4 separate regions of the Mus musculus genome follow, and regions 2, 3 and 4 are each linked to region 1. The links are chromatin contacts, called in public HiChIP or PLAC-seq and promoter capture Hi-C maps. All regions are on one chromosome and are shown on one strand. Each heading gives the region's core, a stretch centred on a gene start, on an enhancer-like site or on the middle of the called end of the contact. The rest is flanking DNA. Distances are from core to core; before and after follow the strand shown. Region 1 holds the start of Itga8 (integrin alpha 8). Region 2 holds the start of Trdmt1 (tRNA aspartic acid methyltransferase 1). Region 3 holds the start of Mrc1 (mannose receptor, C type 1). Region 4 holds the start of St8sia6 (ST8 alpha-N-acetyl-neuraminide alpha-2,8-sialyltransferase 6).

The links. Promoter capture Hi-C pulls out the DNA fragments that hold promoters and counts their contacts. HiChIP or PLAC-seq counts read pairs in DNA pulled down with a chosen protein or histone mark. Capture Hi-C pulls out chosen DNA fragments and counts their contacts.
Region 2: a contact with region 1 is called in an H3K27ac HiChIP or PLAC-seq map of microglia, with 5 times the contacts expected there. The contact joins the promoter of Trdmt1 here to the promoter of Itga8 in region 1. A contact is called at or near these places in 5 of 39 promoter capture datasets (the 3T3-L1 cell line, hippocampal neurons, liver and 1 more) and 1 of 115 datasets of contacts at active chromatin or transcription factors (microglia).
Region 3: a promoter capture Hi-C map of liver shows a contact between it and region 1, with 4 times the contacts expected there. The contact joins the promoter of Mrc1 here to the promoter of Itga8 in region 1. A contact is called at or near these places in 1 of 39 promoter capture datasets (liver) and 2 of 9 other capture datasets (adipose tissue and liver).
Region 4: a promoter capture Hi-C map of adipose tissue shows a contact between it and region 1, with 4 times the contacts expected there. The contact joins the promoter of St8sia6 here to the promoter of Itga8 in region 1. A contact is called at or near these places in 1 of 39 promoter capture datasets (liver) and 1 of 9 other capture datasets (adipose tissue).

What each region holds. Positions count from the first base shown.
Region 1 is chr2:12,300,600-12,303,299 of GRCm38.p6, reverse strand. It overlaps Itga8 (integrin alpha 8), which reads left to right and starts at 1,356. Exons shown (of 30, transcript NM_001001309.3): 1 at 1,356-1,723; 2 at 2,329-2,462. The coding sequence starts at 1,518. E030013I19Rik (RIKEN cDNA E030013I19 gene) reads right to left here and starts at 2,054. Exons shown (of 2, transcript NR_040353.1): 1 at 1,711-2,054.
Region 2 is chr2:13,543,287-13,545,986 of GRCm38.p6, reverse strand. Trdmt1 (tRNA aspartic acid methyltransferase 1) reads left to right here and starts at 1,323. Exons shown (of 11, transcript NM_010067.4): 1 at 1,323-1,418. The coding sequence starts at 1,355.
Region 3 is chr2:14,228,131-14,230,830 of GRCm38.p6, reverse strand. It overlaps Mrc1 (mannose receptor, C type 1), which reads right to left and starts at 1,417. Exons shown (of 30, transcript NM_008625.2): 1 at 1,258-1,417. The coding sequence starts at 1,318.
Region 4 is chr2:13,792,096-13,794,795 of GRCm38.p6, reverse strand. It overlaps St8sia6 (ST8 alpha-N-acetyl-neuraminide alpha-2,8-sialyltransferase 6), which reads left to right and starts at 1,276. Exons shown (of 8, transcript NM_145838.1): 1 at 1,276-1,452; 2 at 1,944-2,042. The coding sequence starts at 1,352.

The sequences.
Region 1 (2,700 bases), core at 107-2,606:
TCCATCCCTGCTTTCTTTTTATTCAGATGACTTGCCACTGGACATTTGAATCTCTGGTGCCTATCATATTTCTGCTTTGGCTACTTTTGCCTGGATCCCTGGTCTCAGGATCCATCCAGCCCTATTTCAGACCACTCCTTGGATACTCCTTTTCACTACGATCTTGTACATGGTCATCTAATGCTAGGAGATTAGTGCCTTCAGTGTTTCCCTCATCTGCTTCCGGGAGGTCCAAATCTAAGTCTCCTATTCAAATTCTTGTCTACATCTAAATTTGTTTCCAACTTTCCTGAAATTACCCAGAAACAGCTTGCCCCTTCTCTGTCTCTCTCTCTGTCTCTCTGTCTCTGTCTCTGTCTCTGTCTCTCTCTCACACACACACACACGTGTGTGTGTGTATATATATATATATATATATATATATATATATATATATATATATTTAACACAGCCTTCTCAGGCTAGTCTTGAACTTGTTAGGTTAGCCCAGGCTGTCCAACAAAAGATCCTCTTATTACAGCCCCTGCCCCCAAACAAAACAGTGTTGGGATTTCAGGTATGTGTCACCATGTCCCACACTTCTTTGCCTACACTTAAATTCTGTGTGACCTCAGAGTCATGTTGTTTTTTTTATCACCAATCTATGTCCTGAAAAGTTTGTATTTATAAAAAACCATTTATACACACAGTTCTAGTCTGCTCCCTTCACCTTCGGGCTCCTCGAAAGATCAACAACTAGTACTGGTGAGGAAGAGATCCTGTTGTCTCAAACTTTCACTCCCAAGCCCTGCTTTTGAAAACTGTTAACTGCAGCATTTCTGACTTTGCAGTCCTTCATCACAACCTCATAGGATAGAGGTTTATACCAAATCATACAATGTGCCAGAGATGCCCTTGAGAAAGACTGAGAAAACCTACAGGATTTTTGTATTAGTATGTCAGCGGAATAGGAGAGGAAGAGGGTTCTTACATTCCATTATCAAATCCCATTTACTGAGGAAGAAACTGATTTACCCTCAAAGGTAGAGGTGACAGCCATATAACCACTCTTTTCTGGAGTTGGTATACTCTTTTGTATGCTTGTATCCGAGCTGCGCAATATTGGGAAATCATTAAATTCTCGCCGCATATGGAACACCGCTTCTCCAAAACAATGACTTGAGGTGACATCCATAAAATTTAGATGGTCCTTAAACTAGAGACTCGAAATCTAGCGGGCTCAACAGGCACTTGCCCGGTCCTAGACCGCAAGCTCCGTCCTGCAGCCTGAGAACTAGCCGCTAGAGGGCGCGAAGAGCGCGCCGGCCCCAGCCAGGGGCTGGAGAGGGTCGAGCGCGGGATCCGCTGCTGCAAGCCCAGAGCAGCGGGGTCGGCGGGCCGCACAGGGCGAGAGGACTGTCACTGTGGACGCTCCTAGCTCACCGACCCGGGACACCGGCCTCTGGGGAGCGTCAGGCCTTCTCCTCTGGGCTCCACGGCTCCCGATCCCGGGTGAACAGCGTTCGGGAAGGAGGGCGATGTCTGCGGGAACCCACTGTGGTCCCCCGGGGAACCGGGCACCTCCGTTCGCGCGTCTCTGTTGCGTCTCGGCCGCGCTGGGGATGCTGTGGTCCCCTGCGTGTCTGGCGTTCAACTTGGATGTGGACAAGCTCACTGTGTACAGTGGCCCCGAGGGCAGCTACTTCGGCTACTCACTGGACTTCTACATACCTGATGCGCGCACGTAAGTTGCTGGGTTGGGTTGGTGGCTTGGTGGCGCGCGATTCCAGGTCCTGTCTCTGTCTCTCAGAGGTCTCCGCAGCCAGGAGGAAAGGATGTCTGATATTTCAGGCAACTGCCCACTCCGGGTCGGATTCTGCTCTTTGCCTGCTACCAACATCTTTCCTCCTGACTTATGCTAAATAGATGTGCCCATGAATCTGGGATTGGAGATGCTCCACTGGTATATAAGTTCGGATTCAAAGACAAGAGCATTATACAAAGGAGAGAGTGGGGCGGGACAGACTCAGGTCAGTTTTAAAATAAGGACCGCGCAGTCTGTTCCTACGGAATCTCATAGCGCCTTAGGTTGCAGACAGTTGGGATCTGCCTTCCCCATCACAGTCTCCACCTACCTCCACCTAGACAGGCAGAACCATTAGCAGCCTCTTCCAAAACCAGGTTTCTGGTGCTCATAGGCTTCCAAAGAGGAAATCAAGTTTGGCAGTCTTTCCACAATAAACCTGTTTGTGCCTGCCGCTGCTGCCGCAGTCCGGTGGGCATGCTTCTACAGACTGGGCACACGGGTAAATGTTCCCAGAGGAGTGACTTTCTCCAATCTCTTTGCAGAGCCAGTGTCTTAGTGGGGGCACCCAAAGCCAACACTAGCCAGCCGGATATCGTAGAAGGGGGAGCTGTCTACTACTGTCCCTGGCCCTCAGAGAGGTCTGCACAGTGCAAGCAGATACCGTTTGACACCACCAGTAAGTGATGCTAACCTGTAGTGTGGCCCCTGGTTGAAAAGAACCAGAGCCATTCCTCGCGGCAATTTAGTGTTCTTTCCCCCCCTCCTAATGTAAATCTGAGTGTTTGGATGCATCTGGTAACATCCGTTTCCCTACTGTTCAGAGGTGAACACTAGGGGAGGAGGTGCTTGGGACCAGTAGAAACCCACAGCTGTGAGGGGAGGGGAGCACAGGCTTAATACTTGGTTGGCAGAGG
Region 2 (2,700 bases), core at 74-2,573, 1.2 Mb before region 1:
ACATATTGAACTCAAAAAGACTGAGGCAGCATGCACAGGCCTGCACCGTGTGGGGCCCTAGAGCTGCAAGGAGAACTGGGCACATCCCATCCCTAATTCAGAACAATATCTGGTTGATAACCTCCTGCAAATGAAGATTTGTTTTCCTCCAAGGGAATCTCACTGGGGAAACAAACTACTCTTAAGAGTAGGCCGTGGGCCCAGCAGTTGATGGCCAACAGGAAATGAACTCAATAGCATCATTGGAGAGTCTTTGTCTTATAATGTTGTGCCAGGGCTCCTCCTCCTTCAATTTTTAACTTATGTTTTATTTTATTTTATTTTATTTTATTTTATTTTATTTTATTTTATTTATATATTTTCTTCTCTCTTTTTACCCTACTGCTCTTTGCATTTATTATTATGGTTTCCAGTTAAGTGTTTTTATGAGTGTGCAAATGGGTTTTCCATTTCTTGGGCCTTTTCTTGTCTCCCGTCGCCCCCCCCCGCCCCCCCCCCCCCGTTTGCTTTGCTCAATACCGATGTGTTAGTTTTTGTTGTCTTGTTTTATTTCATTGTTATAGAAGCCCATTTGTTTTCTAATGAGAGACAGAAACTGGGTGGATCTTGATGGGGTGGGGAGGAGCTAGGGGTACTTCAGTAAAGGAGGAGGAATTGCAATCAGGATATATTATGTGAAGAAGAAAATCTGTTTTCAATAAAAAGAAACAGCATGTGTCGGGGTAAATAGGATGAGTCCTATTTTCATTTATAGCAGGCATCCTCCCTATTATGAATGGGCTCAGAGGGATCGGCTTTAAGTACTTGTAATTCTGGAGCTTTCTTTAGGAAAGAGCCTGGTAGGACTTAACTTCTTACTCTCGCACAGGCACACCAGAGAGCATATAGATATGTGCCCAAGATTCCTCAAAGAATTGCTTGATCAGGTCAGACTTTAAAAGAACAAAAGGAACCTGCAGTTAAAAACAAACAAACAAAAAAACCAAAACCAAACAAACAAAAAGACTGTGTTCTAATCAGTAATTTACTTCAAAGCCAAGGGTGGTTTCAGCTCTCTACTCAAGGCCTCAGAAAACACAAAACAAGGAGGAAAAAGCACAAATCAGGCTAAGGAGCGGCAGTCTCTCACTTGGGAGGCCTTATTAATAGTTTGTCTGTCCTTTGTCCCCTTCCTAGCCCTGCTAGCCCCCGGGCTCCAAACTGTGATCTTAATCTGCAGCTAGAGGAACAGGGGGTTGGGGGAACTGAAAAGCCGCGGAACCAGAAGCGAAGGGAACGGAGCGGACATGGGGGAGTAAGAGACGCAGAGAACCGGTAGGCCTAGTTTCCAGGCCGCGGTCGCGGTTGCGAGAGGATGGAACCTCTGCGTGTCCTGGAGCTGTACAGTGGCATTGGTGGCATGCACCACGCGCTGCGAGGTGAGCGGACAGACAGCTTCTCTTGGATTCACTTGGGGCCGCAGGTTCCGGCTCTCGCGCCGCGGAGGGGCGGGGCGGCGGGGCGGTGGGGCGGGACCTGGTGCGGTCGACCTCGGTTGCCCTGGAAACCACTTTAGTGAGCCTCCCTGGTCCGCCCCTCCAGGCTGAGACTCCCCTACTCTGGCCCCAATCCTTGGAGCCTAAGCAGGCCGGCTCCCCATGGTACTGTTTGTGAGGCTGCATTCGTGTGCAGCCAAATGAACCTAAGTTGCTTCAGACAAAGTTAAGGCAAGGGCGAGCCCTTTGCCCAAAGCCAAGATCCAAATTCTAGACTGGCTGTCACTGGGCTTGGAGGAAGTCACGAAAGCGGGCGGGGGTGGGTTGGAGCAGGGGGATAACTGCAGTTCAAGATAGAAATGTACAAGTATTAGTGTGAAGGGGGAGAATTAAAAACAGTAATGTGCTTGACACACTGTAGCAGCTTAGAAATTAGTTTGCTGTCACTTAGGTTTGGAAGCTTCGTAATTTCTTTGGTCTCTACCCACTTTTGTGATAACTCAGAAATATTTACTTGGTGAACTCCATTGACCAGTACTGTATTTTAGGCACTTGGGATATGAAGTGACAGTGGGTGTGCGGGCGCGTGTTTGTGTGTGTGTGTGTGTGTCTGTGCACATGTGCAAGCACGTCTGTCCTGAAGTTGCTAAGACTAAGACAAATGCAAAAAGGAAACTTTGCTTCTCTTTTTATTAACTAGAGTAACAAGAAGCTAAGTGGAGCAAGATTTTTGTATTCCTTCACTCTTGAAAGTCCCTAAGTTCTAGCCTTTACTTTTACTTTTGCTTCTGTTGCCTCTCAGAGATTGCAAATTCAAACTTTTCTACGATAGCTTTTTTTTTTTTTTTAACCTGCCTTATGTTAGTTAATATATGACCTGTTAAGAAATACTTTCCCTGTTATCCAAAGTAACTTTCTGGTTACCGAAAGCTCCCTACATCTTCGGTTTGAGGTTTGCTTATAGAAGAGGTCTTAATCATATTAATTAATAACAATTAATATTTAATTATTAATCTTTTTTAGTGTTTGTATGTTAGATAAACTTTGGTTTTAAATTTATCTGTAAGGAAGTAGTACATCCTGGTGTTTTTCTTTATTTATGCAGCTAATAAAGATTAATAACAGTGACAGCTGGCTTTACCTTTTATTAAGGGCATCTACATGTCAGGACCTGTTCTGAGTCTGTAATAAGCTAGCTTGGTGGTAGAGCCAGAAGCCTAACCTA
Region 3 (2,700 bases), core at 168-2,667, 1.9 Mb before region 1:
GAATGTCTTCTGACGTCCACATGAACTTCTATGGCACACTCACACCAAAATGCAATAAGCATAATAAAACATTGTTTTGAAATAAATAAATGGTAAAAAGAGTCTGAGGGTGTGGATCTACCACAGATTACAAGTCTAGAATCCAACCCCCAGTGAGGAGCTGAGAAATCACAGGTTCTCAAGTAACACAAAGACATCTGGATCTGGAAGGGACTCTCCTGTGCCCATTTATATTCGCCTTTTACTCTCTAGAGAGAGCTGAAAGACCTCACATTTTGTGTCCCTGTAACTGGGTCCACCAAGTGACCCACAAGACCTCACACTCTGTCCCAGTATTTGTAGTCACGAAGAGAACGGCATTAGGGAGGCATCCTGCTGTCTCAAGGAGGGAAACATTCCTAAGAAAACTGAGAAAATCTTTATCATACAGTTCCCTAGAGAATTTCCTGGCATCAGCGTCACCACAGGACTTCGGCTAAGACCAAGGGTACGAACTGTGTCCAGCAGGCTTTAGTTGTCTGATGGAAGTGAAGGGTGTTGAAAAGCCAAAATAGTCTCGAAATAGACCTGGGAGTGCAAACTCTCCCAGTCCCTTCCATACTGGTGCTTAAGAATCCAGAGAAACGCTGACTCAGCAATGCCCTTGCGCATCTAAAGAGCCCTGATCTGTTCCTACGGACATATCAACCACTTTCAGACTTCAGCATCGAACACATCCACCTGTGAGACAATATGAACAATTCTGGAAGCAGAAAAGGGCGGACTTTCTAGCAATAGAAATTATGAATGAAACGGCTCACGGGAAAAGTCGAGTGTGAGAATCCCCGCGTCCTCTCCTTATCAATTTGCATCTAGGACGAGGGGCTGCAAGTTCCTCTTTCCCCACCCGAGATACTCAGCGCTATCTATTGGGAGTAGGATAGCAACGGCATAAACTGGAAACTAGAACTAGGGCAAGCAACAAAACAAGAAGGCATTGCACAAACCAGGTAGAAATACCCAGACATGATGTCCTCAGGAGGACGGAGGTGCTGGGGGGCTTCATCTTGGACAACATCTAACAACAGAGAGCAACAGCATCGCCTGACTCTAGCTCAACTCCCACCCTGGTGTGTTCAGGTCAAAGCCAAGTGCAAGCTTGATGAAGGTCAGGTAAAAACACAGATCGCTCAATTCCTCTTCCAGATGTACACAGGACTTTTAGCATAAACTTCAAACAAAATGGTATGCAAAGCCCCCACCTCAAAACAGACTTACCCAATAGCTGAACAGAGACAGGGATGACAGAGATAAAAGCCAGAAGCAGGAGAAGCCTCATGGCCCAGAGTGGATCTTCCAATGAGGGAGAAGAGGGAGACTGGGAAAGGCAAAGAATACAACCAGGTCCCCAGGTTGCCCCTTTGCTCAGTCCAAGGTCTGGGAGCTGCCTGACTGAAAAGGAGGACAGAGGAAGCTGTCCCTTTTAAAGGACTCCTGAATTTAGGAAAACCCTCCAATTGAGAGATATCCTGTCACATGGGGGCGGTTAGAAAAACAGGAATTCAAAGTTACAACTTTGCTTCGTAAGCTAAGGCACAGGAGGAAGGGGAGAGAGGAACATGTGTAGGAGAGGAGAAAACGCAGGAAGTGGGGAGAAGTGAGGACCCAGGCCATGAGCAGCAGGGAGAGGCAGCCCTGCTGAGCTCTCCACAGGTGCTGGGCAGTAACCAAACGGAGGCCATTATCTGGGTGGGAAAAAGTCTCCAGGAGGCAGCTGTGGAGGCTCTCACCCACAATTCTACAGTCAGAAAGGGAGGACACTCGCTGGAAAGCATCAGAAGCTCTTCCTGCTCAGGCTTAGAGCCCGAGCACCAACACACACACACACACACACACACACACACACACACACACACACACACACTCCTTGGAAAGGATCAAAGGTATGGTTCACGTAGAGTTTTGCCCCTGTCTCTAGAAGGAAAATGACAGAAGTTAATTTTAAGACAACCTCAATGAAGCCCAGGGATAGAAAGTTCTAGCAGCTTTCCTTAGAAAGCCAGAGGAAATAGTGGCAATAGCTTTGTTGTCGGTTCGCTGCCAGGCCTCAACCATTACAGTCCTCAGAGTTTGAAAAAGGGAAGACCTCTCTCTCTCTCTTGCAAAAGAAAGCCTGGCTTGAGTCCAAAAGTTGCTTGTTGATTCGATGACAGTGGGGTTTCGTCTTCATGATTTTGCAGGGTCGTTCACAAAGCACCACACAACCCACCTAAACACTGATTTTTTTTTTCCAGACGTTCAACAAGAATTAAGAATATTTAGAAATGGATATTTGTGGTTAGTCAGGGAAGACCTGAAACTGGAGCGTGGGAAATGTCATCGTTTCAAAAAGAAGCTCTGGAAACACTGGCGACTTAGAAGTTGTAAACAGATGGTTTACCTTCAAGTGAAAAGCTGTTCAGACCCATCCACGCTGAGGCAGGTACACACTCATTTCCCAATAAGCTGTGGTTTCTCTCAAGAATTTTCTTTTTAAAAAGCCTAAATTAGGAAGATTCTGAGAAGGGACCCACCGTTCTTTTTCATTCTATCAAGGCTTAACTGACAAAGAAAATTCTCCCACAACTGGTGAGAGGCTGCAAACGTTTCCTTTTCAATCACTGCGTAACTGACTTATCACAGGAACACCGAAACAGTCTTGCGTTTGTAGCGCAGGCTGGC
Region 4 (2,700 bases), core at 27-2,526, 1.5 Mb before region 1:
ACACAGAAACTGGATGTCGACCTATAGCTACGAGAAAAGAAATATTTGAGACAAATAAATGTCAACCATTTACTTGAACAAAGAAGGACTCGTGAATTAGGCAGCACTGGGAAACAGAAGAGGGGATATCTGCCTATCAGTGGGCAGCAAGCTTTTGGTGGGCGGGCACAAAGTCTTAGTAGAGGGATCACCTGATTGGCTACATGTAGGTAACTGACTTTGCGTGGTGTGATGAGTTAGCTGCCTATGATTGGTTGGTGCATTTTTCTCTTATTGGTGAAATTCTCGTGTTCGTTATAATTCCAATTAGGTTCTGGATTAGGCAAGAATTTAAAATCCAGAGATCACCTCCATTGGCAGTAGGCAAATCTGTTTTTCTGAAAAACATTTGGTAAACAATGGTAAACACTTCAGGTTTTGAGAGCTATAGACTCGCAGTCACCACTACTCAATTCTGCCCTTATAAGCAGTCAATCTGTCACACAATCGCATGCTCATCAATAATACAAATTACTGGACACAAAGATGTCCAATAAAACAGTTGTTTTAAAGCAAGCAGAGATGACTCTGGTCAAAGGTGGGTGGACAAATTGCCCTTGAAGATCTCTTGGTAATTTGGTGTCAACTGTCCACGGAACGTCGTGGGAAGGTGCCATGCAATGCCAGTCTACTCAAACGTTACCAAGTTCCTGGCAGCTTTCAGGCACGTGGGAGGATCCAACTGAGCAACCCAGTTTGCAAACTTTTTGAAGTGGGTCCTTTCTGCTCTTCTCTTCAGTCCTCCAGGTTCTAGCTCAGGGCCTCAGCTACATAGCAGAGTCGCAATGTGATTGGGTGGGTCACTTGGGGCCAAGCGCGCACTCGGGCGAAGGTGAGAGCAGCTGAAAAGTTGGAGCCCAATCAGCGCGGAGTTGAGCGCTCATACCCCAACCTTCAGGTGACCCCGCGTGGCGGCGGCGGCAGCAGTAGGCAGAGGCAGCGGCGGCTGCAGCGACCAGAGCCCGCAGCGGCTCCGAGCGCCTCCGGGAGGACAAGCGACGAGCTTGGAGAATCGTCATCCGCTAGCTGTCCGCCAGCTTCGCCAGCTTCGGCGGCCGGGGCTGGCTTGGAAGAAGCGAGCGAGCCCGAACGCGGCTTCTTCGGCTCGGTGCCCAGCAACACTGTTGCAGGCTGGGCTCTGGGCAGCCCCCAGAGTGCGGGCCCGCGCCACCGCCTTTGAACGCTGGGGGTGTGCGTGGCAGCGGCCGCGGTGGCGGCGGCGGCGAAGGCGGTGACCGGAGCGGCGAGTCGGTGCCGCCCGGGCTGCGCTTCGCCCCGGCAGCTTTGGCGGCGAGGACGCCCGTGGCTCAGGATGAGATCGGGGGGCACGCTGTTCGCCCTCATAGGCAGCCTGATGCTGCTGCTCCTCCTGCGTATGCTCTGGTGCCCAGCCGACGCGCCTGCCCGCTCCAGGTAATTCCCCGGCCTCAACTCGCCCCACCTGAAAGGTCCGGTGCGCCCACGCTGTGCTCTGGGTGTTGCTTCCAGGGGACGCCCGGAAAGATCCGGGTGACTGACCACTTTAGACTTTTGACTAAGCAGCTCCTTGAGGGTAGGGTGGAGATCAGGGGTCGCGGAGAGGCGACGCTTGGCCGGATGTCTTGGTTTGAAGTGGAAAGGGACACGTCGGGGTTGGGAGGGCTCCGGATAGTGCCTCTGTGGGCGAGGGAGCTGCAGAGCGGAACCTCCTGAAGAGGTTTCCCGCCAGGCTCCAGGACTCCCCCATTCTACTCCTGGTTTTGTCCTATGGGATTTTTCCTGTCTAACTTCAAGATTAGGGACCCATCCCGGGAGCTGGGGTGCACAAAGATGCTCTGATTACGTCTGGAGTGCAGTGCCCAGTCTGCCAGCCACACTGGCTTCCAACGCGGTGTAATAACTTAGTTTTCTCCCTGGCTGTGCAGGCTGTTGATGGAGGGAAGCAGAGAGGACACCAGTGGTACCTCAGCTGCACTGAAGACACTCTGGAGCCCGACAACCCCGGTACCACGCACCAGGAACAGGTACTAAGGCCACTAGGGACAGATGGACAAGGTCTGGGCAAGACTGCGAGACCCGTGGAACTCACTTGAGCGTTTTGCCTGGATATCTCTGTCTGTCTGTCTCTGTCTGTCTTTGACAGAGAGAGAGAGAGAGAGAGAGAGAGAGAGAGAGAGAGAGAGAGAGAGAGAGAGAGAGAGAGAGAGAGAGACTACGCACATCAACCTTTAAAAACACATCTCTCCATATCGGCTACACTTTCAAAGATGGGTACTGAATTCTGTAGATAAAGGTGTGTGGAAAACCCCAGAGAAGGCACTTGTCTATCTTTACTGAGAGATTTGGTTTGTGGGTTTTGTTTTCTGTTCTTTAAAGTGCATCTGTGTTGAGATCGAAGGAATACAATTCTTCAGTGTGTTTGTCCTGGATGAAAAAGAACTTACATTTCTTCCTTACTGTGGGTGTGTATTAATGTACAGTAATTATTGGATATCTATTATTCTGATTATAGAAATAACACAACTTAATATAGAAAGCCATAGGGGAAATACATAAGAGAATTTAATATTAACTCAGAGCCCAGACCCAGGTATCATTTTCAGGTTAGGACTACTTTATGTCTCTGTAATGTCTATTTCCTATATGTGAAAAGTACATGTGAGATTGTACTTTGTGTTTGTG